7 separate regions of the Mus musculus genome follow, and regions 2, 3, 4, 5, 6 and 7 are each linked to region 1. Evidence: chromatin contacts called from public Hi-C and promoter capture Hi-C data. All regions are on one chromosome and are shown on one strand. Each heading gives the region's core, a stretch centred on a gene start, on an enhancer-like site or on the middle of the called end of the contact. The rest is flanking DNA. Distances are from core to core; before and after follow the strand shown.

Region 1 (3,670 bases), core at 548-3,047:
AGGAAAACCAAACCACACACACACATACAGACACACACACACACACACACACACACACACACACACACACAAAATGGCGTCATAAATATGAACAGCATTGTCAGATGGATTAGTTGAAGTGTTTTTTTTTGTACTGTGTCTTCAAATTTAATGGATTAATGTGTCTTGTATATATATATATATACATATATATATAAAAAAAGGAGAAAAAAAAAACAAACCTCTACCTTCAGCCTCTGCCCATTCTTGCTCCGTCTAGGATATCCTCACTCTCGTCGATGACCAGCTTGGTGAATAAGTATTACCGTACCAACTGGGGCCTCTTCTAGCAGGCTCGAAGGCTGTGGAATAAAGTGAAATCTTTGCCCTTTAAGATCTCTCACCTTAATGTGCTAATATTTTGCCCTTAAGGGGATTTCCTTATACATTCTGTGACTGGAAAGAACTACTGCAAATCTTCATTTCTTCTAGAAACTGCCTCATCTACAGCACGTTTCAGGAAGTGAAAGGGGAAGGAGCTAAGGACATTTAGAAGGCAAAGGACCTTGTGGGAATCTAAGCATGGTTTTAAAGGATTCTGAAGTCTCAAGCCAGCATTAGCTGCTGGCCGGCAGAACTCAATCTTGGGGTCTTTTTCTCTTTGGAGGAGTATAGTAGTTCTTGTTCTCTGAGTTATGTTTTTGAGACAGTCTCACTATGTAACCCTGACTGGCCTGGAGCTTGGTGTGGAGACCAGGTTGGTCTCACATTCAGAGATCTGCCTGCTTCTACCTCTTGAGTGCTAAGGTTAAAGGTTGTCAGCACTACACCCTGCCTTGCCTATTTTATGTGGCTTTGAAATGCCTACATTTTGGGAAAAGAATGGATGATCTTAGAGCAAGACCTGGGGTGGGGGCATGGTGCAGTAAAAGGTTTTTGGACTTCAATTACGTGAAAGAGAAGTTTCATTTTTCTTTGTAAGAGCCATATTGCCAGGGACTCGAGATCCTGTTTCAGCCTTCCAAAACTGCAAATATCCTCTGTGCTGAGGAGGTGAGGGAGGTCTGTTTATTTTGAGTCAGAGTCTCACTCTGTAGCCGACTTGCCTGAAACTCAGTGAGGAGCAGGCTGGCCTTATACCTCCCGAGTGGATTAAAACACCATCAAATTTCATTACGGCATGGTTTTCCCAAGACACAAGTAGCTTCTCGTTCCTGCCTAGTCTACAAATCTTACCTTGTTAGTTGGCCATCTGTTTAGTTTTTTAAAAGCAGCGTGTGGTGGTAACCGCCTTAAATCCCAGCATCTGGGAGGCATTAGGCAGGCGGGTTTGTAAGCCCCTTTGGTCTACAATCAGTTCCAGGACAGTCTGAACACCACACAGAAACCCTGTATCGAAAAAAACAAGCTTAAAAACTCCCTACTAGCTGAAGAGATTCCTAGCATCTTTATTCAGCAGTAGGGAAATCGCGGTTTAAGGAACTAGGTAACTTCGCCTAGCCTAGTATTAGACGTCACCGACATCAGTCTAAAACAAAACACAAGGTGGGGGGTGTTTTCTGATCCTGGGGTGAAGCAGGCCTCTGAACAGGCCACTCCCTCTGGCGGCTACCTGGGACCCTCCAGAGAGAAACGGAAACCCCCCTCGGGGGCCTGGCAGATCAGCAGGAGAAAGAATCTCCTAGAAGGGACGTGATCTTGAACTGGGAATTTCGCACGTCCACCCTCACTCAAAACTGAAAGGTAGCGTATAGAAGCTTCGTGTCTGAGGAGCACGGTCAGCCCCGCCTCTTCCTCCGGCTTACGACTTTTACGACAACGCCGCACCGTAGGGTTGCTTTCCGGCAGCGAACGCTGAGCCCTGGCTATATCCGACAGGGTAGCGTAAGCTGGTCGTGGTCTCGTGTTGCCCATGGGCTGCAGAGCTTCAAAGTTTCTAGTGCCCCTACTGGAATGAGCGTCTTTGATCTTTTCCGAGGCTTTTTCGGCTTTCCTGGACCTCGGAGGTGAGAATAGTTCTGGGCTGGATATACGGGAGGGGTGTTTTGGTGGACACTTGACCCCTTCATCATATTTTTGGAAAGCTTCCTTTCCCGCCCCCTTCAACTCCTGCTGAGAGGTCAAAGATCGCATTCTTGAGTACTCACCCCGCCACAGTAATCAAAGCAGTGGTTAAGAGGACAGAAACGGCAGCTTTCTCCAGACCTGGGTGATGCAACAGGGACCTGGGCGGAGAAAACAATGGGGGTCTGGGGAAGAGGACCATGAGCAAGTAATTGGGCGATTAGTAGTAGGCTGGATGACCCTGAAGAAAAACCATGGGTCGTCTGGCAGCTGTTGGGAGGTGCGGAGAGGCTCTGTTTAGAAACAATACAAAACCCTAATAGATCCATCAACGTTGTTCTGAAACCAGATCTCCTGTGTTTTCAGCTGCCCAGACCCCTCTTTGGCCCAGTTTGCTGCCCTTGTGTTGATTTTTATGGCTTAGACAGTGTTGAAGTCTTCGTGGCTTATTTGCCTTCACTCTCAGCCACAGAGATCCTTTTTTTGGAGGGATGACTCGAGATGATGACGACGATGATGATGATGATGACGAAGCGGAGGAAGACAGAGGCGCGTGGGGTCGAGAGAGCTATGCGTTTGATGGTTCTCAGCCTCCAGAGGAATTCGGTTTCAGCTTCAGCCCCAGGGGAGGGATGCGATTCCACGGCAACTTTGGCTTTGATGATCTAGTACGAGATTTTAATAGCATCTTCAGCGAGATGGGGGCCTGGACCTTGCCTTCCCACTCTCCTGGTGTGTGAATTTCCCTGAGGGAGACCCTATGGGTTTCTAGTGGGTTAGTGATGAATAACAGAACTTGCAGAGTAGTTGGGATAGTCTACAGAAATTGATTTTTAAAAGACTTAAAATGTTTAAGGCCTTTCCTATCCCAGAATCACCTACCAACTTTCTACAGAACTTCCAGGTCCTGAGTCAGAAACACCTGGTGAGAGACTGCGGGAGGGGCAGACACTACGAGACTCAATGCTTAAGTACCCAGATAGTCACCAACCCAGGATCTTTGAGGGGGTCTTGGAGAGTCATGCAAAACCTGAATCCCCAAAACCAGCTCCAGATTGGGGGTCGCAGGGACCTTTTCATAGGGTGAGTACTCTCTGCACCTGAACTGTAAGCCCTTGGTGGGATCTCTTAGAGTTGAGTTGCAATTTTAGCCCCTTTAATTAGTTCATTTATCCAGATTTTCTTCATTATTGGGATTTTCGTTTTGAAACTTACTTCACTGTATAGATTTAGATATCTGCCTGCCTCTGGATTAAATGTGTGCCACCACACCTCATCTAAGATTTATTTTCTTTTATATGTATGAGTGTTTTGCCTGCTTGAATGTCTCTGTACCACATGTACCTGTGCCCACAGAGGTCAAAAAGGATATTGAATCCCCTGGAACTCAAATTATGTATGGTTATGAGCCACCATGCTCTTGCTGGGAACTATAAACTATGGTCCTCTACAAGAGTGTCCCCTCCCCTCTCTTATTTGATTTGATTTGTTTGTTTATGTATTTTGAGACGGAGTCTCTGTAGTATTGGCTGACCTGGAACTTGCTATATAGACCATGCTGGCCTCAAACTCAGGGATCTCCTGCCTCTGAGTTTGTTAGTTAGGATTTTGTTGCTGTTTGTTGGTG
Region 2 (3,670 bases), core at 653-3,152, 1.7 Mb after region 1:
AAACAAACAAACAAACAAAAATAGCAACAACAAAAAGACCTCCAGTTATTATTAGGCTTAGTGTCAGGAGCTTTTTTTTTTTTTTTAAACCTGTTGAGCCATCCTACCACCAACCCTATTCATCAAGTTTTGAAAATAAAAATAAATACAAAGTTTTCAGTGTATAACCAGCAGTCAATTACAACTGTTTAAGGTTGAGCGTGGTAGCATATGCCTTTAATCCGAGCACTGATGCAGATGGATTTCTGTGACTTGAACACCAACCAACTTGGTTTATAAAGTGAGTTAGTTCCAGGCTAGCCAGTTACGAAGTGAGATGGCCTGGTAGTTAAAACCTTTGGAAGCTCTTGCAGAGATCTCTGCATTCATTTCCAGCACCAACATGGTAGCTCACAATCATCTCTAACTACAGTTCCAGGGGATCTGATGTCCTTTTCTGGTGTCTGCAGGCACAGACATAGAGGCAGGCAAAAAACACAGATAATGAGAGAACCCCCGGTATAATAAGAGATAACCTGAAATGCTTCAACTTCATAGTCTTGACCAGTACTTTCCTTGTATGCATGCTTACATATTTCCAGTGATTCATATCTTGAGTGCCCTGAATGGGCCTCAGTAGGACAGTGATTTTTCACAAGACTGCACACCCCTTACAACATCCCCGGGAAGAGGAGCCACAGAGTCTCAAAGATTAGTGACCAAGAAAGTCTGCTTGTGAGGCTGGAAAGATGGTTCAGCTTCAATTCCCAGCCCCTCAAGGTGGCTCACAACTGCCTGTAACTCCAATTCCAGGGAATCTTGGTGCCATACACAGACGAAAACAAACAAAATATCAATCACAAGCCAAGGAATCTCACGATAGAACAGGAAAAAGACTAAAGCCTGAGAGCCACCCTGTAGGTAAACTTCTCTCAGGAGACTAGAGCAGAAAATAATGACTTCTTACAAATCTGGCCTGCTGCTTAAAACCTCATGGACTCGTCTACGAGTGTGTAGGAGAGGTAGTGTCACTGAACACCTTTGTCTCTCCTCCCAGTGTGGCCAGACTAAATCTGTTTTTCTCTTTACTATGTTTAACTTTGACCCAGGCTTACTGAGTTATTCTCAATAGCTCAGGTAACTGACAAGGAACTGGTGCTCTTTACTGAGATGAGTGGCGTTCCCTAAAGAGGAAAGAAAACCAGGAAAGGAATTTGGGAGAACTGGCTGGTGGGAAAGATCACATCCAAGATCGGGAACGCCAGGAATGTCATTTCCGAACAAGGGTTGCTGAATGACCGCTACTGAAAAGATGCCACTTCCGATTCGATCTGCCGGTAAAGGCAGCTTTTACTTATCAACTTAACAACTCTACTACAGCCTCCTAAATACTGATGCTAAAGTATCAATCAAGCGAGTTGCCGTTAAGTCACGCCTCTACGGAGGGATGGACCGAGCATAGGAAGCAAGGCCTACCGTTAAGAACCATCATTACTATCTACACGGAAATCATGCTGTAAAGGACACGGGGGCGTGGAGGGTGGCGACTAAAGAACCGAACGCGAATAGGATGAAGCACACGTAAAGACTAGCGACTCCGAGAGCGGAAAGTCATTTTGTCAAAAGAAGGCGACAGGAGAGGCAAGAGAAGAAAAGTGGGGAAGGAGCTTGGTCCAAGGCGAAAAGACCACTGGAAGGCACGAGGGCCGAGTCATGGCGGGACGGAGCTGGGCAACACTGGCCAGCTTGGGGAGAGAGGGGCGGAGAGAGACATCCCTTCCCTGAACTCACTGAGCACGAGCACTGGACGGTGGCCCATCATGGCGGCACGACGCAGAGCCGACTCTCCAGAGCTGGGGGGAATCGGCAGAACCTTCTGGAGAGAAGAGCAGCGAAGAAAACGCTGCCTCCTCAGGAATGACACAGAAACCTGCTAACCTCTGAAGTGCCGCCAATCACCAAACTCATTTTATTGATTGACAAAAACATAGGCCAATCGACAGTATTAGCCCCGCCCTCTACGCAAGAAAGGCAAGGCAAGTTAGATAGAGAGGGCATGATGTAGGGGACTGGGAGACGCAAGCGCTTGCGCACTGGCGTGGCCGCTCCCGGCCGCGTGCGGCCAGAATGTCTGCGCAAGCGCCAAAGCACGGGCAGTTAGCTGGCTCGCTACAGCGCATGAGTACCCACTAGAGGGTGGGTGCTGGGGTGGAGGCTTTGGATTAATGCTGTAGGTAAGATCATGAAGCTCTGTTTTGTCCATCGGTTCTCGTCCGACCGTGAAGGCCAAGGAAGGCATGATAGTTCTCTACTTTTTATTTCAGCCTTAGCGGTAGGGAGGAGTAGAGGAGCCAGAAATACCCGTCGTGGCCCGAGAGATTGAGGCAGTGTAAAAGTGGAAGTTGTCCTACGGGGCGGGGAGGCAACGACTCGGCTCCCCGCCTCCCCGGAGCATGCTGGGAGTTGTGGTTTACTGCTCTAGACGCGCTGGTTTTCTTTTTTAAAGAAAAGGAAGGAAAATTCTTGTTCTTTAGATGTACCTATTTTTTATTTTATGTGTATGGTTGTTTTGCCTGTGCGTATGTAGGTGCACCACTTGTGAGAGGCGATCAAGCGGGAGTCTGATCCTCTGGAACTGGAATTGATTGTGAACCGCCACGTGGGTGCTAGGAAGTAACCCTGTCTGCGGGACCATCTATTGCTCTTAACTGTTGAGCTATCTCTCCTGTCCTAATGTCTTACTTCTTAGAAAAATACGTTGAGTCTAAGGCAAAAAGACATAAAGGAGGATCGCTCACATTTCCCCCGAATATCCTAAGTCGTGTTTCTTGCAGTATTATGAGTCTTCTTCGCCCCCTCCCCCCCAGCCTGGTCACTGGTTAGTGACAAAAGAAACTAGAGTTTTTGTTTTTTTAATTACCGTATTATCTTTACCAGAGTTCTAAGGCTGGCCTAAAACTCGTCGTAAAGACCAGGCTGATCTCAAACTGGAGACAAGCCTCTTGCCAGATCACCCCATATAGGAAAAAGACAAAACAAAACAACAAAAAAAATAAGGCTAGTAATTAAACAGAAGTCTCAAAGAGTCATGACATGTTTGTGATAGATTTAAAGTTCGTATTTGGTATGCTTTGTCTTCTGCAGTGAAAAGGCACTAACAAAAACTGCCGAAGGGAATTGGAGAAAAATTAACAATTTCAGAACAGTTGTTTGTTTGGTGTGGTAGCACACCCCTGTAATAAACTCCAGAGGCTGAGTCAAGAGGATAGCGATTTTCAGTGGCTTCAGTCTCCCTGGACCACATAAGGGAGGCAGCCTGGAGGGAAGGCTCAGTGGGCTTAGAGGGTATATTGCTCTTGCAGAGAACCTCAGCACAATTCCTTGAACTGATGTCTGGCTGCTCACAGTCACCTCTCACTCAAGGGAGATCTACTCATATATGTACATATTCACATAATTAAAACTTAAAAATTTTACATTTAAAACCAGACACCTCTATGAGATAGTGTATACACTGTTATATACTGTTACACTTCGGGCTTTCAGGGGAGTGCTTAGGAAAGAAGACACTGTTGTTTGACCATGTGACCCTATTATTCTTTCCCAGGCACCAGACCTGTTGCTGTCAAGATGGAGCAGCACACTAGTAACCCTACTAAGGAAAAAGGTGTGTCACAGCCCCTGTGTCCCC
Region 3 (3,670 bases), core at 800-3,299, 1.7 Mb after region 1:
TGCTCTTGTAGAAAATCCAAATTCAGTTCCCAGCACCCATACCAGGAGGCTTACAGCTATTTGTAATTCCAGCTCCAGGGTACCTGATACCCTCTTCTTGCCTCCATAGGAACCTGTATGCACATGCACCCAAATACACACACATAAAAAACAAGTCTTCTGGGGCTGGAGAGATGGCTTAGCAGTTAAGAGCACTGGCTGTACTTCCAGAGGACCTGGGTTCAATTCCCAGCACCCTCACGGTGGCTCACAACTGACTGTAGCTCTAGTTCCGGGGGATTTGGCACCTTCACAGACATACATGCACATAAAATGAAAAGAAATCCTTCAAAAACCCAAACACACAGTCTTTTTTAACAATAAGTGGTTGGTGGGTTTTCTGGGCTGCTAGCGGGATCCCACTTTACATTCCCACCCATCTATCTCGCACTGGTGACCTGACCTGGAAGACGGCAGGTGCATATTCATCATCGATGGAGTTCCGTTCGTTCACTGAGGGGCAGTCAGGGCCCTGTCCCAAGGTGGCTACCTCTAGACCAAATAGGGAATGGTTTCCACGAGGAGAAGCTCCAACCAGGGCCACTTCTAACTGGCAGACATCTGCTGTGTGCAGGAGGCGAGGGGGCTGAGCAGGTCGACCAGATCTAGAAAAGGCTTGGACCTTGGAAGGAGAAGGAAGCCATGTGGGGAGAATGGAGCTTGAGGGACAGATACTCCCACCCTCATCAGTCATTTCCAGTTCCTTCCCCATAGCCTCACCTTGAAGGTCAGGCTGCCATTGGCGAATGCTCCAGTAGGATCATCTACAGGGCGGCCTTGAAAATCGGCACTCAGGTTGGCAAGATCCAATGAGTTGGTGATATTGTTCCAGGAGAACTTGGCCAAGGAGTACGGAGGGTATGGCTTTCCTGGAGGCTGTGCCCCCTCGGACGCATTGGTGCTGTCAAACTCAAGCAGCTGGGGACAGGGTAGAGTGGAAGAGGCTTGCCTCCCTCTGGCTTTCTCTTGAATATCCCTCCCAGTCACCCCACCCAAAACTGCATTCACTTCACCCACCCTGGGCTAAACCCGTCCCTCGCCCTGGGGGTAGGATGGACTCTCTTCTTGTGATCTTCTCTCTGGGCTCCTTCAGACCCTCACCCTGGTGAAGACGAGAGCAGAAGAAAACTGTATGCTGCTCTTGGGGAGCACCATCAGGGCCCCAGCAGGATCGGGAGACAGCAGGAGACTCCAGTTGACACTCAGGACACTCTGAGTGGTGTTAGTGGCCACCAGCACCACAGCTGGAGGCCCCAGGCTGCTCCACACATAGTGCAGGGTGGAGTTGCTGCCCACTGCCCGAATATGAAGCAGGTTCTGTGGATTTGGCCAGCCGGAAATAACCTCCATAGATACCTGGAACACGGGGTAGTGGGGCGGAAGGAGCAAGATCAGGTATGCTCACAGGCAAAGCTGCAGCTTGTAGGTGGAGGACAGGACCTGGGCAATGCAAGGGCTCTTGAGGACCAGGCAAGAGGGAAATGTAGAAACTGAGGGGAACTTGGAATCAGGGGCAGATGTAGGGTTGAGAACATAGGGTGGATCCAGGATTACTCAGAGGGCTCAGAGCTAACAAGGCTTTTAAGTCCCCAAACTTGCCTGTTCCTGGGCTACAATGGCTGAGCCATGGCTCAGACATCGTCAGAAAGCAGGACGCAGTCATGCCTGACCCCTCCACAATTCTTCCAATCACTCGTGACTCCACACTGAGCTCTCTGGGTTGTTATCTCTCTTGCATCCACCTTCCACCCCTCTGTTGTCCCAGATTCCGGTCATCCTAGAAAGGTAGGATTTCCGGAAACATCTATAACTTCAGTTCCAGAGCCCTTACCTGGCGAGTCTCTTCTCCCTGCAGGCCAAATGGAGCTGAACACACAAGTAGACTCAAAAGGAGCCATGGGGTAGGGGCACAGGGGACCCAGCCCCAGTGAGGTCCCCAACAGCGAAACATACAGCCACAGCTAGTTAAACTCAGCGGAAGAGCCTCAGAGTCACATGACTCCTTTCCTGCTGATCCCTTTTGAGGGCGGGCCAACAAAGTTCTTAAAGGGGCCGCTTCTATTAACCCAGATCTGTTTAAGTTGGAATAGCCTCCCGAAAGCTCAAGGTGAACAGGTATTTTATCATCAACAGGTTGGCCTAGGCATCCTAGACTAGCTGTGCAAACATACTCCTACCTTACTGCAGACACCCTACCGGCCCCACCTACATCACCTCTGGTGAATAAACCCAGATTAAAATTTCCACACAATTTAACAGAGTAATTTGTATGTTACTGCTCTGTGCTAGAAAGATATAGAGAGGGCTGGAGAGATGGCTCAGTGGTTAAGAGCACTGACTGCTTTTCCGAAGGTCCTGAGTTCAAATCCCACCAACCACATGGTGGCTCACAACCATCCGTAATGAGACCTGACGTCCTCTTCTGGTGCAGCTAAAGACAGCTACAGTGTACTTAGATATAATAATAAAAAAAAATCTTCAAAACAAAAAAGGAAAGATATAGAGAGGAATTGGATATAAAAGAACCCTTGGGGGTCAGCAAGATGCCTCAGCATTTGCTCTAAACTGAACATGAGTTGGATATATATTCAGGACCAACGCGGTAGAAGGAGAAAAATAATTGCCAGAAGCTGTAACCTGATTTACACATGCATTCTGTGCATTGCTCACATAAAACAAGTGCAGTAAAATGTAAAAGAATGCCGGGCGGTGGTGGCGCACACCTTTGATCACAGCACTTGGGAGGCAGAGGCAGGCGGATTTCTGAGTTTGAGAAAAGTGAGTGCTAGGACACCAGGGTTACACAGAGAAACCCTGTCTTGAAAAAACAAAGACAAAAACACAAACAAAAAAAGTAAAAGAATAATAAAAGAATCCTTAGGTATGGTAGTCTCAGAAAACAGAACCAAACAGGAATGGAGGCTTGTTTCTACAAGGGGACCAAGACACCCTAATTCCAGCCAAGAGGTGAGAAGAGGAAGACCAGAAATTCAAGGTCTGGGGCATGAGATGTTCAGCAGGTAAATGCATTTCATTTATTAGATTACCAAGTAGGCAGGGACTGGCTGTCCAGGAACTCTTTATACATACCAGGCCGGCCTTGAACTATTAAAGATCCACCTGCCTGCCTCTACCTCCTCTGCTGGAATTAAAGGCATGAGCACCACAACCAGCCTGTTTTTCCTAAAATCTTAACATGTAAAGTATTTTGCCTGTATGTCTGTCTGTGTCTGGTGTCCTCAGAGACCAGAAGAGGATGTCAGATCCTCTGAGGCTGGAGTTACAGATGGCTGTGAGCTACCATGGAGATGATGGGAATCAAACCTTGGGTCCTCTGGAAGAAGTCAGTGCTCTTCATTACTGAGCATTTTCTCCATCTCCAACTTAAATCTGTTAGACTAATGCACAGTACAAATTTGAACCAGGTGTTCTGGCACAAGCCTTTAATCCTAGCTAACCAGGGCTACATAGAAGACCTTGTTAAAAAAAAAGAATCAGGATTACTTACATGATAATGTTAAGCAAGTGCTTTGACAGAGCTTATACACGCAACCTAGACACTAGGTTCTAACCTAGAGACAAGGGTCTCTGCATAGCCCAGCCCTGACTATTCGGAACTTGTTCTGTAGAC
Region 4 (3,670 bases), core at 531-3,030, 1.5 Mb after region 1:
GATGCTGGGCTGGGAGGGTGTGGTAACATACTCCATTGGCTTAATTCAACACCCCTCCCAGCACACCCAGACACGCACCCCCCCCCCATATTCCAAGTGGAGGTTTCTGTCCTGTCCCCCTTCACCGACATGCCCTTCCTGGCCTGTCCCATGAATTCACTCAGAGACTTCTCTGCAGACCCCTAGCTCCAGGCCGTGGCCAGCCCAGAACAAAAGCAAGACGGAGGAGGAGAGGCCCACGCCAAGACTGGTACTTCCTCAGAAATTCCCCTCCCCAAACACAGGGGCCCTCCAACTTCGGTGTGTAAGCGACCAAGGGACCCCTCTTTGCCAAGGGCTCCCTCATCACCTCTCCCCAGACTGGGACCCTCCCCTGGGCCACACCCCCTTTCATTCCTACACTCAGCCCAACAAAGAGGCAGCTCTTCAGTCGGGCTTCGTGGACTAGGTCTCCCTCAGAGTCCCCAACTCCAACAGCAGAAGGTCCCAGGAGTGCCCCCTCCCCAGTATACAAGCAGAAACTAGAGTAGGGGCTCCCAAGTAATTGCACATTCCGTCAGTCCTTCCAGCCAGGAGCCGACACCCCCTCCGCACAGACCCTGGGATTGGGAGGCAGCTCCCCCTCCCCTTTCCTCTCCCAGTTCCAGGATATTTCTTTGTCTACGGGCGGAGCCCCAGGGGAGGAAGGGTCCCGAGAGTCGTCCCGACTAGGGGTAGCAGGGAACTTTGTGGCACTTGGAATCTGGGCAGGGGGCGGGGCCCCCTTTGTCGGGAAGGGACAGAGCCAGAGGCGCGCAAAGAAGGAAGCGATGAACTTTCCGTGCCGGGGACAGCAAGCCCCCACTCCAACCCTCGCAGTGTCCAGACGCCCGCTTACCTTGCCTGCCCACGATCTCGGCCACGTGCTCGGAGGTGGGCACGGGAACGCACTCCGTGGTGTTGCTGCTGCCCTTCAGTCGCAGCTCGGCCTCTTTGTAGAGCGCGCAGAGCTTGGCGTCGTTCGCCCCTTTGGGGGCGGTGGGGGGCTGGGGCGTCTGCGCCGCGGGGGCCGCGCTCGGGGCGGCCGGGGCCGCCGCGGGCGGCGGCGGCGGGGCCGGCTGCGGGGGGGCGGCCGGCTGCGCGGGGGCGCCGCCCCCCCCACCTCCCCCGTCCTCGCCCGCCGTGGGGGCGGGGGGCTCCCCCAAACCCAGGAGGCAGAGTTGATCAAGAGCCAGCTGAAGGGCGCGCTCGTCTTCCAGCAGCCCTCGGTCCTTAGCGCTTCCCCCGAAACATCCTAGTTCTCCAAAGCCCCCATTTCTTTCCATTATTCCAGATACCACTAGACTAGGCATGGCGAAACAAAAGCTGGGGGAGAGAGGGAGAGAGAGAGGTGGTGGAAGGGAGAAGAGGAGAGAGGAGGGGAGGGGAGAGGAGAGGAGGGGGTGTGTGGGGAGGGGGAACAAAGAGCTGGGGAGGGGGGAAGAAAGCGAGATAGAAAGATAGACCCACCCCTAAGCCCCCCTCCCCAAGCACCCTGTAACCTGACTCCCCTCGCCCCAGCCCCCGGGTGGGGGTGGGGGAAAAGAAGCAAAACCAAGAAAGCAGATCTCCTCTCGCTCCGGGGTGACGGGGTGGGGTGGGGGGCTGCGGGCCCTAGCCCCCACCCCTCCGCCTCGGACCCAGAGTCTCTACCCTCCGCCGAGCAGACGCCCCCTTAGGTTCCCGCACCGAGCCCCAGTCCCGGAGCGTCGCTCAGTGGCCCCCAATAGAGCCCAGCCCCTTCCAGCGCTCAAACTCTTTTGTTTTAAATGAACTGGATGGAGCAGCATGGAACTGACGGGAGGGGGGCGCGCCGGGGGCGCCCGGGGCATGCCGGGAGTTGTAGTTTCCCGCCCTCGGGCGCGGGGAGGAATTCCTCAACCCGGGCAAGAAGGGGATTGCGCCCCTCGGGCTCTGCCCACTGGTCACGGGAAAAGCCTCGGGTGGGTTGGGAGTTGTGGTCCGAGAAATTTTAGGAGCTGGCAGTATGCGGGAAGGGAGCGGGTGTGGAAAGGCGTTTCTCCTCTGCCCGCGGGTCCCGGGCCTCTTTCTTATGGTAATGAGGGCCGGGGCGGAGCGGCCTCGTGGCTGCAGTGCCCTCCCTCCTCCCGCGCGCGATCGCGGAGTCCACGGGCTCGGGCCTCTGGGAGAGAGCTGGTGGAGCAGACAAAGCCCGCGGCCGCTACAGTGGGAGGAGCAGGTCTCTGCGCTGTGTGGGGGCCAGGAAGGGGCGTTCGGTTGGGGGTGGGACCCCCGGTAGAGGATGTGGTTCCCTCTCTTCTCGGAGGTAGCAAGCCCTTCCCCCTCCCCCAGCCCCCCAGTTCCGGGATCTCAGAGGCCACGACTGGGAGGTGAGTTAGTTCGTGCCCCCGTGGTCCGTGCAGTGACCCGGGGAGGATGAGGAGGCGTGGAGGGAGAGGATGGGGGTGGGGGCTGATCCGGGAAGCCAGAAGGGTCCTAGAGGCTTCGTATGGCTTAATTTGGAGCCTTGAACCTTGAGTAACAGGAGTGAGATTGGGGGCCCCTGAGAACCCAGGTTTTTTATTTTTACTTTTTTAGACCTGAGCCTCGAATATAGTGGAGGAAATCTTTTGTCCCTTAGGACGGTCATTTCGCTGTTTCCTTTGCCTCCTTTATAAACCAGTAATTCAGCCCTTTTAACCCTAGAAATATGGCGAAAGAGATCATAAATAAGCTTTTAAGATTTGACTGTTAAGAGGGGAGTTAGAGTGTACTGCATTCTTTTCTCTTTCTTTCTTTTTTACTTCCCCCCTACTCTGTATCTTCTGGTTTTTGTTTTTGTTTTTCTTTCAAGAGAGGGATGGGATCTAAAGGTCTTGTGGTCAGGCTCAAGGAGTCACCTCCCCAAGTTGGATCACAGTAGATGGGTATGCTGGGTGGGTAGGAGTCCCGCCCCTGCCCGAGGGGTTTCCTTTGGGAAATCTGAGCTAGTCTAGAGGAAAAGTTTTGCATGAAGGTAGGGCAGTAGATTGACAATGGGGATGTCAGGAGGCACAGTGAGGCCAAAGGCCAGGAGGGCTGAGCTCAGGCCCGGTCCTTATAAGCTGATTTTTGGAAAGTGCGTTTGCACAGCATTTGGGAAGGCTGGAGTCTGAGCTGAGTGGTCGGTGGGTATGAGAGTTGTGGCTCTCCCCCTTCGGTATAGATGGTGAAGGAGAACTTTGAGCTGAGGGACCTGGCTAGCTAGAGTAGGGGAGGAGGTGCCCCACATGGAGGACTTTATGGGAGTGGATGCTCTCGCCTTCCAGCAGGAGTGGAGGAAGGCTTCTGACTCCTGTTCACCTCTCTCCCAGGAACCTGGACTTGGGCGCTGGGAGTTTCTTTGGAGAAAGTTTCTACTGGAGACCAGGTGACGGTGGGGCTAACAGCTGTTTGCAGCTTTCCTGTCCTCACTGAAACCAGATTCCCCCCAGAGTTTGCCCCATCTCTGATTTCCTCCTCACTAAACCAATTAAGGCAGGAGGTTAATGACCAAAAAAGCCTTGGGGATTTGATCGGGGAGGAAAACAAAGGGCAGAATCTATGAGTGGAGAGAGGATGCTGCTGAAAGGGAAAGGGACAGACTGAAGGTGGAGCGGGCAGGGTGGCACCCCACTGGAATCTCCCCCCACCCCCCCACCCCACCCCATAC
Region 5 (3,670 bases), core at 559-3,058, 1.4 Mb after region 1:
ATCAGGAGCAAGGGCAGCTCCTGTCTGTACTTACTTCTGAGGGGTTTTGATGACTAGGTGGACTGTGAGCCCATCCTTGATGCCGTGCTGGCTCAGGGTGTCCCCATCCTTGAGGATCTTGCCTGCGAAGATCAGGACCAGCTGATCCTGCTGAGCCTTAAACCTCCGGGAGATCTCCTCCTTGAACTGTGGTCAAGAGGCAGAGATCACTGCAGAGGCCAACTGCGCCCCGCTGCAAGACTTGACCCTCAGTTCTGCCCCTCTAGCTACAAGAATCCATTCAATTAGTTCCATGACACAGTATCCCAACCCTGGAAAGCCCCTGCTGCTATCCACAACAGCAGCTTCTGTCCCACCACCCAATTCTCTGAAAGTGATACCTCACAGAGGCATGGGCAGCCCTCCCCATCCTAAATCCTTCAACTAGCCTTGGGCTCAGGCTGTCTCTCTTCAGCCTTCTCTCTGCTTTTCAGTCCCAGCTTCCTCATCACTATAACAGATAATCTAGAGTATTATTGAGATCTATTGAGGAATCTAGTGTGTTAGTTACCATCTCTACTTAATTAAATTAATTAAATTTAATTAATTAATTAATTAATTAAGAGACAGGGTCTCTGCATGTAGCTCTTGCTGTCCTGGAACTTTCTATGTAGACCTCGAACTCAGATAGATCCACCTGCTTCTACCTCCCCAGGGCTGGGAATTTAAAGATAAGGATCAGAGAAGAGGTAATGTATCCGGGGATATAGGAACTCAGGTCTGGACATCAATGTCTTCATCAGACACATTCTCAATAAGAGCTGTTTTATAATTCAGCTTTTCCCAGGGGACTTAAAATTCTCTAATGAGAGAGCAGCAGTGGTACCAACGGCTACACTGGGGCGAGTTAAATTTTCTAGATTCTATCAGCTCCTCCAAAACACAACACAACACAACACATATTCTAACTATAAACAGTGCACTTGCTAAGCAAAAGATCCCTCTCTTCCAACCAGATGGCCTATTCTAAGCCCCGCCTATGTGCAATTCTGGAGCAGCTTCAAGCAGTGGGGAACACAGGCAATACTCCCTCACTCATTCTATATTATTTTGTTGAGCACCTACTGCGCTCAGCAAATCCTGTAGAGCAGAAAACTGAACTACACAACCGTTTCGATTTGCGACAAGGAGGCTCTGTGGAGAGAGAGAGAGAGGGAGAGAGAGAGAGAGAGGGCACCACCACCACGCGACACTCCCGGGAGAGCATAGCCGCAGCTCGCTCGGGCCGCACGGTGCCTTAGCGCCTGGAACCTCTACCAGTGACCCTGGAGCACACTCTCCTCAAGCCTAGGCTCCAAATGGAGCCCGCAAGCAAGGTGTCCCTTCCTCAAGCTCCCCCACCACGCCCCCAGCCCGGGTAGCGCGGCCAAACCGGCCCCTACCCGCGCCACGCTCCCCGGACTAGCCCTGGCAGGGCGCCCCCTACCCGCTTCTCCCGCCTGTATGCCCCTGGATTCCGCCCCGGCCGGGGGCCCGTCCCCGGCGCCAGGCCGACCCCGAGGTCTCCCTCTCTGCTCTGACCCCCTCGGTGCGCTGCTCCCGCCCTCCTGTCTCCTCCCAGCCAGATACTACCTCCTTGACCGAGGCTTGATCGCAGATCACGATCTCCTCCTTGTCCTTGGGGGTCTTGACGGTGACCCGAATCTGGGGCCTCGTCTCAGCCCCACTCGGCTCCGCCATGCCGCCGCCCGGCCGCCCGCCAGCCCGTCCGGCTCCTCCTCCTCCTCCTCCCGGCCCGCCCGGCCCGGCCCGACTCCGGGGCCTCCAACTCCCCCTCCCGCCCCTCCCCAAGGCTCCGCCGCCCACTCCGGACAGCCGCAGCCACAGCGCCCCGGGCGGCCTGGGGGAGCACTGCAGCTGGGGCGGCCCAGGCCCGAGCAGGGTGCGCAGCTGGCCCGGGCCGGACAGCGCGGAGGGCGGGAGATTCAGGGCCGCCTGCGGCTCCCTCCTGTTCGGACAAAGGACTTTCGTTGTCGCCGTCTTATCTCCGTTCCCTGGGGTCACTTGGTTTTCTTGAGAGGCCTGGGTTCGTTCCTGGTTCAGGACGTCCTTAAGACCTCTGCGGATTCGAGCAGTCGTGGCCTCCGGGGAACCGCCCCGAGGGAGCCATTAAGGACGGTTTCAGAGACCTGGAGTTTGCCTACGTGGCTTCTCTGAGCCTTGGGAGTAAAAGAGCAAGACCCCACAGAATTGTGACTAGCGTACAATATTGCTTTAAAAAATGGTCAAGGATGTGCCTAACAGATAGATTTATTATTAGATTGCGATTGACCAGTAGGCACGAAGGCGTCCTTCGCGTGGAAGATGTTAAAAGTATTTCCACCGTTGCCACTGTCCTTGCGCTCCCGCTCTCCCCCCCCCCAACTCCACAACCACATGGTCCCACTGGAACGCTGAACTATGGTTCCCAGAATTCCTTGAGCGATCACATGAAACTACGATTCCCAGAGGCCCTCGCGCGGGGCGGGAATTGGGCCAGAGCCTCAGTAGATGGGCCCGGTGACTACAACTCCCAGGCGCCTCGTAGCTGGGCTCCTGGGCCACCGGAAGCGACTGAGGGAGAGCAAGAGGCTGCGACTGTAGGGGTGTGTTGGTGCAGGTCAGGGTTAAGAGACGCAGGCATGCTGCGTCCCAAGGCTTTGACGCAGGTGCTAAGCCAAGCCAACACTGGAGGAGTCCAGAGCACCCTGTGAGTGAACAAGAACCCAAGCAGCGAGCGCTGGAATGGGGCGGCGCGCGGCTGTCTGCAGTAGGGGTAGGGAAGAGCCCTACGCCGGGAGGTGGCTAATGTTGCAAGCTGCAGCTTCGGAAACCCTGCTTGAGGGCTTCCTCGGAAAGGGAAATGGACAGTTGATTAGCGTGTTCCTGGATTCTTGCTTCCTAAAAGCGCCAGTAGCTGGAATTGGGATAGGAACTCAGACCTTTCACTCTTCCTGAGTTTGTTGATATCCTTCCCATTCTTGCCAGGCTGCTGAATAATGAGGGATCGCTGCTGGCCTACTCCGGTTATGGGGACACAGATGCCCGGGTCACTGCGGCCATCGCCAGTAACATCTGGGCCGCGTATGATAGGAACGGGAACCAAGCGTTTAATGAAGACAGTCTCAAATTTATCCTGATGGACTGCATGGTATGGAGTAAAGTAGGCTGACTTCGAACTTGCAATGATTATCCTGCTTCTGCCACCTCAACCCTGAGATTGCAGGTGTGCACCATCGCACCTTGCCAAATAAAACATAGATATTAAAAAAGGAAGTGAGAGTACGGTGCTGGCCTATGTGAGGGTCCATCTCAGTGAAAAGGAGACATTTGTTAAAAGATCCGAAGGACGATAGGAAAGGGGAAGAGAATTAAGCCATACAGCAATCATTTGGGGAAATATTTCTAACAGTGCTTGCTATGGTGGCTTATGCCTCTAGTTCAGTACACGAGAGACTGAGGCAGGCTCTCTTCGAGTATTTGTTTTCTTTCTTTCTTTTTCTTTTTTTGTTTTTCGAGACAGGGCTTCTCTGTGTAGTCCTGGCTGTCCTGGAACTCACTCTATAGAATCAGGCTGAACTCTGAAATCTGCTAGCTTCTGCCTCCCAAGTCCTGGGACTAAAGGTGTACACCACCACCGAGCAGACTTTGC
Region 6 (3,670 bases), core at 510-3,009, 1.3 Mb after region 1:
GATCACCACACAAGCATGAGGATGTGAGTTTTAATTTCCAAAAAGCACGCATCAGGCATGTCATATCAATGCCCCAACAGCATGATGGAAGACAGTGATGAGGAATCCCTGGCCTAATATAAACACAGCGGCAAACAGAGACCCGGACTCGGGACTCAAACAAGGTGGAAGGTGAAGACTGATACCAAGGCTATCCTCCGACCTCCCACATTCACCACGGCTATGTCATTTCCTGATGACAAACACTGTGTGTGTCATACCAACACACTCACTGAGGGTCAACAAGATGCTCAGAGCATAAAGGTACTTACTGCCAAGCAAGATGACCTTAGTTCAATCCCTCACATTGCCAAGCCCCAAATCCTATGACACTTGAGAGACATACATACAAATGAGTATTTTTAAAACACTGACTTGATATACCAGAACTTCATGGATCAAAAACATATTGCCTCAAATATCCATAAAAAAAAACTGAGTTTAAGTTTCTAAGCACAAAAACTAGTCCATAAAAGTAACAAGACCAGCCAGGTGGTGGCTGCGCATGTCCTTATCCTACGTAGATGGCAGAGACGGATATCTCCCCATTAGTTCGAGGCTAAACCACGGTTCCAGGACAGCCAAGACTACGTGGACTTGTCTCGAAAAACAAAACAAGGGAACTACATCAATTAAAACTGCCTGACTTCAGGATGCAATGATGGGGCACAGCACTTGGGGGGTCAGAGGCAAGAGGCATCTCTGCAAGCAGGCCAGCCTGGTCTAAATATACAGAGTCTCTGCCTGAAACAAAAAAACCAAAGCCCATTCATTGCCTTGCAGGAACAATTTAACAAGGTATCATCTAAATACTCCCAAACGTGATCTTCACTCTAACCGGTTTCATCTTCATTAACCCCAATGACCAAGCAACTGAAAGGTGAAGAAAGGGGAGGAAAAAGAAAATCCCGAAGCGCAGAGCGTCTAGCGCTCGCAATACCTTCTCGGCCGCATTCTGAGATGGTTTCAGCTTCCCTTTGGCCATGAGCATAGCATTGATCTTGGCAGCCACGGCAGCGGCGGCATCCAAGGCTCCTGAAGGAGCGGCGGCGGTGGTGGCGCCCCCGGGGCTCGCCCCGCTGCCAGCGACTTCTCCACCTGGGGCCGTTGGCGGCAGGAAGAGAAGCGGAGCTGGCGCTGGCTGATCCCATTTGCTGCGGCGCCTACAGGTAGGAAAAGGGAAATCCTGAGGCCCACGGCCTTCCTTTGTGTAGTCTCCCCCTTCGTACACTCCATCCCGCGTCGCCTGCCATGGTCCCGAGACGTGCCCGAGATTCCTATCTAAAGCTCAGTCCCACTCCCCTTATTCCGATCCCCTTACGAAACATTTCCTTTCCAGTCACTTCCATCCGGAGACTCGGCTCGGCCGGGAACGCTCTGCGTTCGCCTTCTCCTTGGCTCGTCCTTCTAAAAGGCTCCGAGTTCCCTCCCTTCCCTCTCGCACCGCGGCCGGCCTCTTTCCGGGCGCCCGAGGCCAGCTCAACATTCTCTCCAGAACCCCGGCCTCGGCATCCGGACGCGTCCTACTAGACGGCCCGTCCGGCCCACACGCAGCCTCGCCGGTCTCCCTGCCCCGGGCCCGTGCTCGCTGCCCCCAGCCTGGCCCGCGAAGCCCTTACCCGCCAGCGGCAGGATGTGTCGCGCTCCCTGCGGACATGGCGGCCTGCTCCAGTCAACCACCCGCCAACTACCCACCACCGCCCTCCCGCCACTTCCGCCCAACGCGCTGACGCACGGCCTTTTCCGGCCGTGAGGTAAGGCGGGTCCGGTGAGGACTCTTGATTCCGATTGGACCCTCGGTGATTTAAAGCGTCTGGCGTCTCAGTGACAGGAGTGCCTGCCTGTCGACTCTCCGGCTTGCTCTCTTGCCCTTAATAAAAATGGTTGTTGGGCCTGGTTTAAAAGCGAGTTGCGGGCTAGGAGAATCCATTTTTATTGTGGGCAAGCGAGTTGCCTGGAAGACAAGTCAGAAAATGAAGCCGACTTTCTCCGCGTTCTCTTTGCTCACGTGGAGTCCCAGCCTGTAGCGGAGGAGAACCCTGCCGGCGACTTCAGCGCACTTCTCGATTCAGCTTATGAAAAAAGGAAATGATTCTTTCCAAAGTCATTTGCACAACTTCCTTTTCTTTCTTTCTCTTTTTGTTTTGTTTTGGGTCCCCCACCCACCCACCCTTAGGGATAGGAAGCTCCAGTCAGCCCGCTGCATGGGGGGGGGGGGGCTGTTCTGGTGGCCATGAGCAAAAACATTGGTTTTGGCAAACTCGTAAGCACTTGGACAACTTGTTATAAAACAAGTAAAGTTGGAGAAAAACTGCTCAGCGAGGTGGAGCTTTTAAAAAAAACGAAGCCAGGGACTGAGAGATAGCCCTGCAGACGAAGGTGCTAGTAGACAAACAACGATGTAAGTTAGATCCCTGGAGCACACAAGGAAAGTTGCTCTCTGATCTAAGAACTGTCATAATGGAGATTAAAAATCAAAAGTTATGAAATCCCCTTCTCTGAGGGCTGTGTGTTTACACTTGACTGCCTCTTCAATATACTGAAAAGCTTTGAATTCTAAGGAGTTTTGGGTGAATCTGAAAAACAGATCCTTAACGTTTATGCAAGTATTCTTCCAACAGAAAGCAAACAAACCCAGAATGCTAGCTTATAGAAATACTTACATTCCGACATAATTCATAGAATAAAATTCACTTGGGGCTGGTGAGATGGCTCAGTGGGTAAGAGCACCCGACTGCTCTTCCGAAGGTCCAGAGTTCAAATCCCAGCAACCACATGGTGGCTCATAACCATCCGTAACAAGATCTGGCGCCCTCTTCTGGAGTGTCTGAAGACAGCTACAGTGTACTTACATATAATAATAAATAAATCTTTAAAAAAAAAAAAATTCACTTAAAAGCTAAATAATAGAGAGTTTGGGCACATAATAAATAAATATACATTTGTGGTAGGGATGAAGACACTGCTCTGTGGTGTCAACCACACTAGTGTGAGAGGTGCTCCCTTGATCTTTTAGGGCTAGACTCCAAAGAGTCTTTGGCTTTTTTGACTTGGGAAAGAATTGCAGGACGAACCAGTGTGGAGCAGAGTTAAGTCCAAAGTTCAGTTGCCAACACCACACAAAGTAAATAAGTCTTGAGGAAACAGACTTGCCTGAAGAACACCAGGCTTGAATAGTTGAGTCATGTGCTCGACTAAAATCAGCATGGCAAAGCAACTTTGATTCTACATTCTTTCTTTCCTTCCTTTGCCTCTCTCTCTCCTCTCCTCCCCTCTTCCTCCTCCCCCTCCTCTTTTCTTCTCTCTCTCCTCCCCTCTTTCTCTTCCTCCTCCTCCTCCTCTTCTCCCTCTCTGTCTCTCTGTCTTTCTCTCTCTCTCTAAGAGGTCTTGCTGATACTATGTGAAAGGACGTGAACCTACAACCACCACTGTAAACCTAAGTATCTTTTATTCACCTGATATACTTGTCATCTCTGAGACATACTGCCTCGATCTGCTAACCTAGGCCTGGTCCTGAAAACTTTTAGCCTCTGTACAATCTTATCTAGGCCTAGCATGATTTCAGCCTCTGAGACTTACTGTTGAATAAGTGTTCCCTTTCTAGTTCTTTCTGAACTCTGGCTACCTGGTT
Region 7 (3,670 bases), core at 817-3,316, 1.3 Mb after region 1:
GTTCGCTAAAAAGACAAGAAGTAGCCGGGCAGTGGTGGCGCACGCCTTTAATCCCAGCACTTGGGAGGCAGAGGCAGGCGGATTTCTGAGTTTGAGGACAGCCAGGGCTACAGAGAGAAACCCTGTTTTTGAAAACAAAAACAAAAACAAAAGACTAGAAGTATTTCTAGTTTTCCCAACCCCACAGATGTATGTGCTGAATAAAATGAGCATAGGCAGAGATCAGCTGGCTTTTGTTTGTGTTTTGACAGAGGATCTTACCATTACTCTTGGCCAACCTTTATGCCACCAAGCCTGGTGCTGAATGCACACTCCTCCTGCTTTTGCTTCCCAAGTGCTGGCATTACAGATGTCTGTCATCACTCCCAGCTAATGGCAGAGCTTTGTGCCCTCCTCAGCCCAACATTTCTTTAAGATAATCACTCAGAATCAAAACTGCTTCCTTATGATTTTGTAACATTTCAGTCTATAGCAGATAGCAGCTAATAACAACAATATAATCCACGAACTACAGAACTGGGCATGGGGTTCATGCCTCTACTCTCAGACTAAGCAGAAGGAGTGTTACGAGTTCAAGGCTAGCTTAGGCTTTGACCTGTTATCAAGGAAGACAATAACACAACTTAAAACAAGAGAAAACAAGGCTGGGGATGTGGCAGAGCCCTTGCATGGTATGCTCGGCTAGAGTCTCAGGTTCCATCCCCAGGTGGGGGTGTCAGGGAGACAGATTTACCCCACTAGCATTCCACCAACCTATGACAGCCAAAGATGACAAAGACACAGGAGAAGACAGTACTATATAATGAGCTGCAAGGATAAGGAAATAAAGGAAGAGCTCTAAGTGGAAGATTGGTTCTAAGAGTTCAGCAGGCTGGCTCTACTTGTTTTTCTGCTTCCTTTTGTGGAAGTTCAAACCAGCTGACTCATCCTTCAGGGTTAGTCTCATGTCAGACCCTGAACAGTGACAGCAAGAAAAGGTTTCATTGAGTGGTCGTTAAACTTTTCCTTTAATCTAACAATACATTATATGTCCTTAAATAAAAAAGACAGTTTGTCTACCAATGTAATCTGAAGACTAAAGATAGCATAAATGTGCATATGAAGTCTAAAATAAATACTCAAATGTTTATTCTGGTCTCTAAGTAAGTATGAATTACATACACAAACAAGCTTAGGATATAAATATTACTTTTTAAGCTCTAACTCTATTGAGATACTTTCCCAGGCTGTATCTGGAAATATAAACAAGGAGCTGACTTACCAATGGTGGGGTCATGGTCTTCTGGGAATCGGTGGCTGATGAACTGCATTGTCATGGCTTCAAAACAAGAGATGCAACTCAGGACACTGTGACCAGGAAGTATTTTAGCTATCAATTTTGCACAAGAGCCAGTAACCCATCTGGGTTGCTTTTCAAACGTTGTGTGGCAAACAGAAATGGTTACCTACCACTCTTCCCAACTCCACCGGCACCCAGCATCACTAGTTTGTATTCCCGGGAGAGTGCTGCAGGGCTGCTACAGCTGCTACCAATGGGGCGAGCTCCGGACTCCATTGTCCTCCGGGGCAGTCCTGGGCCCCTGGGAAAGGCCTCCTAGAGGAGAAGGCACAGAACATTCAATCCAGGATGGAAACAGTGGGCCACAGTGAGAGCCTCCTTCTTCCGTCCCCAAACACCATGGCCTACTCTGCTCATTGCAGAACGCTAAGAAGCCCTACATCCTCGCCCTTCACAATCAGTCTCAGTCCTAAAACAGATCATAGATGTCCAAACTTACTTTTTCCAGAAAACTAAAAAGAACTTAAAACTTCAGATTGAGGCAGCGTGCCAGTAGGAAGGAGCCGGATGAGTGCAGAGCGCTGCCTGACACTGTCACGTTCTTTCACGGTGGCCGTGGCTCCCCCACTTCACCACCTTTCCCGCCACCGTCACCCCCCCGCCCTGTTCACCTGAGCCTGTACCTCTGAAACCAGCTTTGAGGCCGGGTGGTAACCCGCGTTCCTTTCCCAGCTGCGCCCCACAGCCCAGGGCCCCGCCCGGGTCCTGGAAGATGGCGCCGGTGGGCGGGGCATGACCCTGAGCCCCGCCCCCACAGCTGACAGATACTCTGCTCCGCCCCGCGCCTAACTCTAACTCGCTAAGCCCTCTGGTCACATACGAATCTCAAGGCTTGCACTTACAAAAATGGATGTTATATTAATCGAACAGATACTTTTAAAGATTTATTAATTTATTATATGTAAGTACACTGTAGCTGTCTTCAGACACTCCAGAAGTGGATGTCAGATCTTGTTAAGATGGTTGTGAGCTACCATGTGGTTGCTGGAATTTGAACTCAGGACCTTTGGAAGAGCAGTGCTCTTAACACCTAAGCCATCTCTCCAGCCACGAACAGATACTTTTAAAGTGATTAACTTAGGGCTATTTGCTGCTGGTAGAGGGAAAATATCTGTCACCAGATGTACAGCACAACAAACCCACACCCCCTCAATCTTTCCAAAATACAGAATTACATTAGGGTAGGTATGGTACTTGCTACAAAGCAGCGCTTCATTTTCCAAAAACGCTGTTACATCAAAAGCTCTTGAAACCAAAACCAGATGATCGCGGTATCCAGTTATTCTAGTTAGAATTTTTTTTTTAAAGATTTATTTATTTATTATATATAAGTACACTGTAGCTGTCCTCAGATACTCCAGAAGAGGGCATCAGATTTCGTTACGGATGGTTGTGAGCCACCATGTGGTTGCTGGGATTTGAACTCGGGACCTTCGGAAGAGCAGGTGGCGCTCTTAACCACTGAGCCATCTCACCAGCCCTCTAGTTAGAATTTTAAATTTTAAAATTATTAAGACAAATACAAGTCAGATAGGATGCAAGCACATCCATATAAACCAAGCATTTGGAAGGTGTCTGTGCCAAGCAGTACAAGGGCCACCTTGGATACCAGCTAAATTCGACATTGGGTTACATGAAACCCTGTCTTAAAAGCAGAGCTCAGGAGAGATTATCAGTAGTTAAAAACACTCCTTGCGGGGGCTGGTGAGATGGCTCAGTGGGTAAGAGCACCCGACTGCTCTTCCGAAGGTCCAGAGTTCAAATCCCAGCAACCACATGGTGGCTCACAACCATCCGCAACAGGATCTGATTCCCTCTTCTGGAGTGTCTGAGGACAGCTACAGTGTACTTACATATATTAACAAAATAAATCTTTAAAAAAAAACAAAAAACACTTCTTGCTTCTGGATTCAGTCGCTAGCACCCACACAGTGGCCCACAACCATCCAGTTTCAGGGGATCCACAACCCTCTTCTGACCATTTGCAGGCATCAGGAATACAAATGGTGCACATATATACACATAAGCAAAAACATACATATGAATAAATACACCTTTTTAAAAAGCAGATAGCTTATGCCTTTAATTCCAGCACTCCAGAGGCAGGTGTGTATCTGTTTGTGACCAGCTTTAGACAAGACAGACAGAGAGGGTCTCTTTTGACTTCCAAGCTAGTAAAGGCTACAATGTGGGACCCAGTCTCATAAAAAACAAATTAGCATAACTGGGCTTCATCCACTCTGCACATCACATGGAGTGAAACGTTCCTGCATTATTCTTGCAACCTCCACTTCCCTTTTCTGCTGGAGCCAGGATATAGGTGAGCAGCTT

What was found. Promoter capture Hi-C pulls out the DNA fragments that hold promoters and counts their contacts. A called contact is a pair of places that touch in the nucleus more often than the background predicts. Capture Hi-C pulls out chosen DNA fragments and counts their contacts.
Region 2: a Hi-C map of B cells shows a contact between it and region 1, with 8 read pairs. The contact joins the promoter of Cct3 here to the promoter of Hax1 in region 1. A contact is called at or near these places in 4 of 39 promoter capture datasets (the C10 cell line, cranial neural crest, hippocampal neurons and 1 more), 8 of 484 Hi-C or Micro-C datasets (B cells, the C10 cell line, the G1E-ER4 cell line and 5 more) and 1 of 115 datasets of contacts at active chromatin or transcription factors (astrocytes).
Region 3: a promoter capture Hi-C map of hippocampal neurons shows a contact between it and region 1, with 5 times the contacts expected there. The contact joins the promoter of Glmp here to the promoter of Hax1 in region 1. A contact is called at or near these places in 6 of 39 promoter capture datasets (the C10 cell line, cranial neural crest, embryonic stem cells and 3 more), 1 of 115 datasets of contacts at active chromatin or transcription factors (microglia) and 2 of 9 other capture datasets (adipose tissue and liver).
Region 4: a contact with region 1 is called in a promoter capture Hi-C map of pre-B cells, with 2.3 times the contacts expected there. The contact joins the promoter of Mex3a here to the promoter of Hax1 in region 1. A contact is called at or near these places in 4 of 39 promoter capture datasets (cranial neural crest, liver, neutrophils and 1 more) and 1 of 9 other capture datasets (liver).
Region 5: a promoter capture Hi-C map of liver shows a contact between it and region 1, with 3 times the contacts expected there. The contact joins the promoter of Ubqln4 here to the promoter of Hax1 in region 1. A contact is called at or near these places in 5 of 39 promoter capture datasets (the C10 cell line, hippocampal neurons, liver and 1 more) and 1 of 9 other capture datasets (liver).
Region 6: a promoter capture Hi-C map of adipose tissue shows a contact between it and region 1, with 5 times the contacts expected there. The contact joins the promoter of Khdc4 here to the promoter of Hax1 in region 1. A contact is called at or near these places in 8 of 39 promoter capture datasets (cranial neural crest, embryonic stem cells, frontonasal cranial neural crest and 4 more), 1 of 115 datasets of contacts at active chromatin or transcription factors (astrocytes) and 1 of 9 other capture datasets (adipose tissue).
Region 7: a contact with region 1 is called in a promoter capture Hi-C map of liver, with 6 times the contacts expected there. The contact joins the promoter of Rit1 here to the promoter of Hax1 in region 1. A contact is called at or near these places in 12 of 39 promoter capture datasets (the C10 cell line, the HPC-7 cell line, cranial neural crest and 7 more), 4 of 484 Hi-C or Micro-C datasets (CD4 T cells, CD8 T cells, embryonic stem cells and 1 more), 2 of 115 datasets of contacts at active chromatin or transcription factors (embryonic forebrain and microglia) and 1 of 9 other capture datasets (liver).

Annotation. Positions count from the first base shown.
Region 1 is chr3:89,996,843-90,000,512 of GRCm38.p6, reverse strand. Hax1 (HCLS1 associated X-1) reads left to right here and starts at 1,797. Exons shown (of 7, transcript NM_011826.4): 1 at 1,797-1,985; 2 at 2,510-2,775; 3 at 2,939-3,126. The coding sequence starts at 1,933. Gm19710 (predicted gene, 19710) reads right to left here and starts at 1,753. Exons shown (of 4, transcript NR_045749.1): 1 at 1,592-1,753; 2 at 1,216-1,368; 3 at 228-341. Ubap2l (ubiquitin-associated protein 2-like) reads left to right here. Exons shown (of 28, transcript NM_001165984.1): 28 at 1-225.
Region 2 is chr3:88,295,367-88,299,036 of GRCm38.p6, reverse strand. It overlaps Cct3 (chaperonin containing Tcp1, subunit 3 (gamma)), which reads right to left and starts at 1,902. Exons shown (of 14, transcript NM_009836.1): 1 at 1,771-1,902. The coding sequence starts at 1,801. It overlaps Tsacc (TSSK6 activating co-chaperone), which reads left to right and starts at 2,038. Exons shown (of 4, transcript NM_001357024.1): 1 at 2,038-2,213; 2 at 3,587-3,646. The coding sequence starts at 3,610.
Region 3 is chr3:88,323,402-88,327,071 of GRCm38.p6, reverse strand. Glmp (glycosylated lysosomal membrane protein) reads right to left here and starts at 2,049. Exons shown (of 6, transcript NM_020003.1): 1 at 1,871-2,049; 2 at 1,141-1,395; 3 at 760-957; 4 at 443-661. The coding sequence starts at 1,990.
Region 4 is chr3:88,530,056-88,533,725 of GRCm38.p6, reverse strand. It overlaps Mex3a (mex3 RNA binding family member A), which reads right to left and starts at 1,780. Exons shown (of 2, transcript NM_001029890.3): 1 at 878-1,780. The coding sequence starts at 1,331. Gm38618 (a long non-coding RNA gene) reads left to right here and starts at 1,846. Exons shown (of 2, transcript XR_867447.3): 1 at 1,846-2,369; 2 at 3,333-3,670.
Region 5 is chr3:88,551,854-88,555,523 of GRCm38.p6, reverse strand. Ubqln4 (ubiquilin 4) reads right to left here and starts at 1,808. Exons shown (of 11, transcript NM_033526.2): 1 at 1,612-1,808; 2 at 35-186. The coding sequence starts at 1,719. It overlaps Lamtor2 (late endosomal/lysosomal adaptor, MAPK and MTOR activator 2), which reads left to right and starts at 2,573. Exons shown (of 4, transcript NM_031248.4): 1 at 2,573-2,728; 2 at 3,007-3,169. The coding sequence starts at 2,661.
Region 6 is chr3:88,683,876-88,687,545 of GRCm38.p6, reverse strand. Khdc4 (KH domain containing 4, pre-mRNA splicing factor) reads right to left here and starts at 1,759. Exons shown (of 14, transcript NM_028814.4): 1 at 1,659-1,759; 2 at 980-1,202. The coding sequence starts at 1,696.
Region 7 is chr3:88,715,250-88,718,919 of GRCm38.p6, reverse strand. It overlaps Rit1 (Ras-like without CAAX 1), which reads right to left and starts at 2,066. Exons shown (of 6, transcript NM_009069.4): 1 at 1,963-2,066; 2 at 1,450-1,594; 3 at 1,262-1,318. The coding sequence starts at 1,555.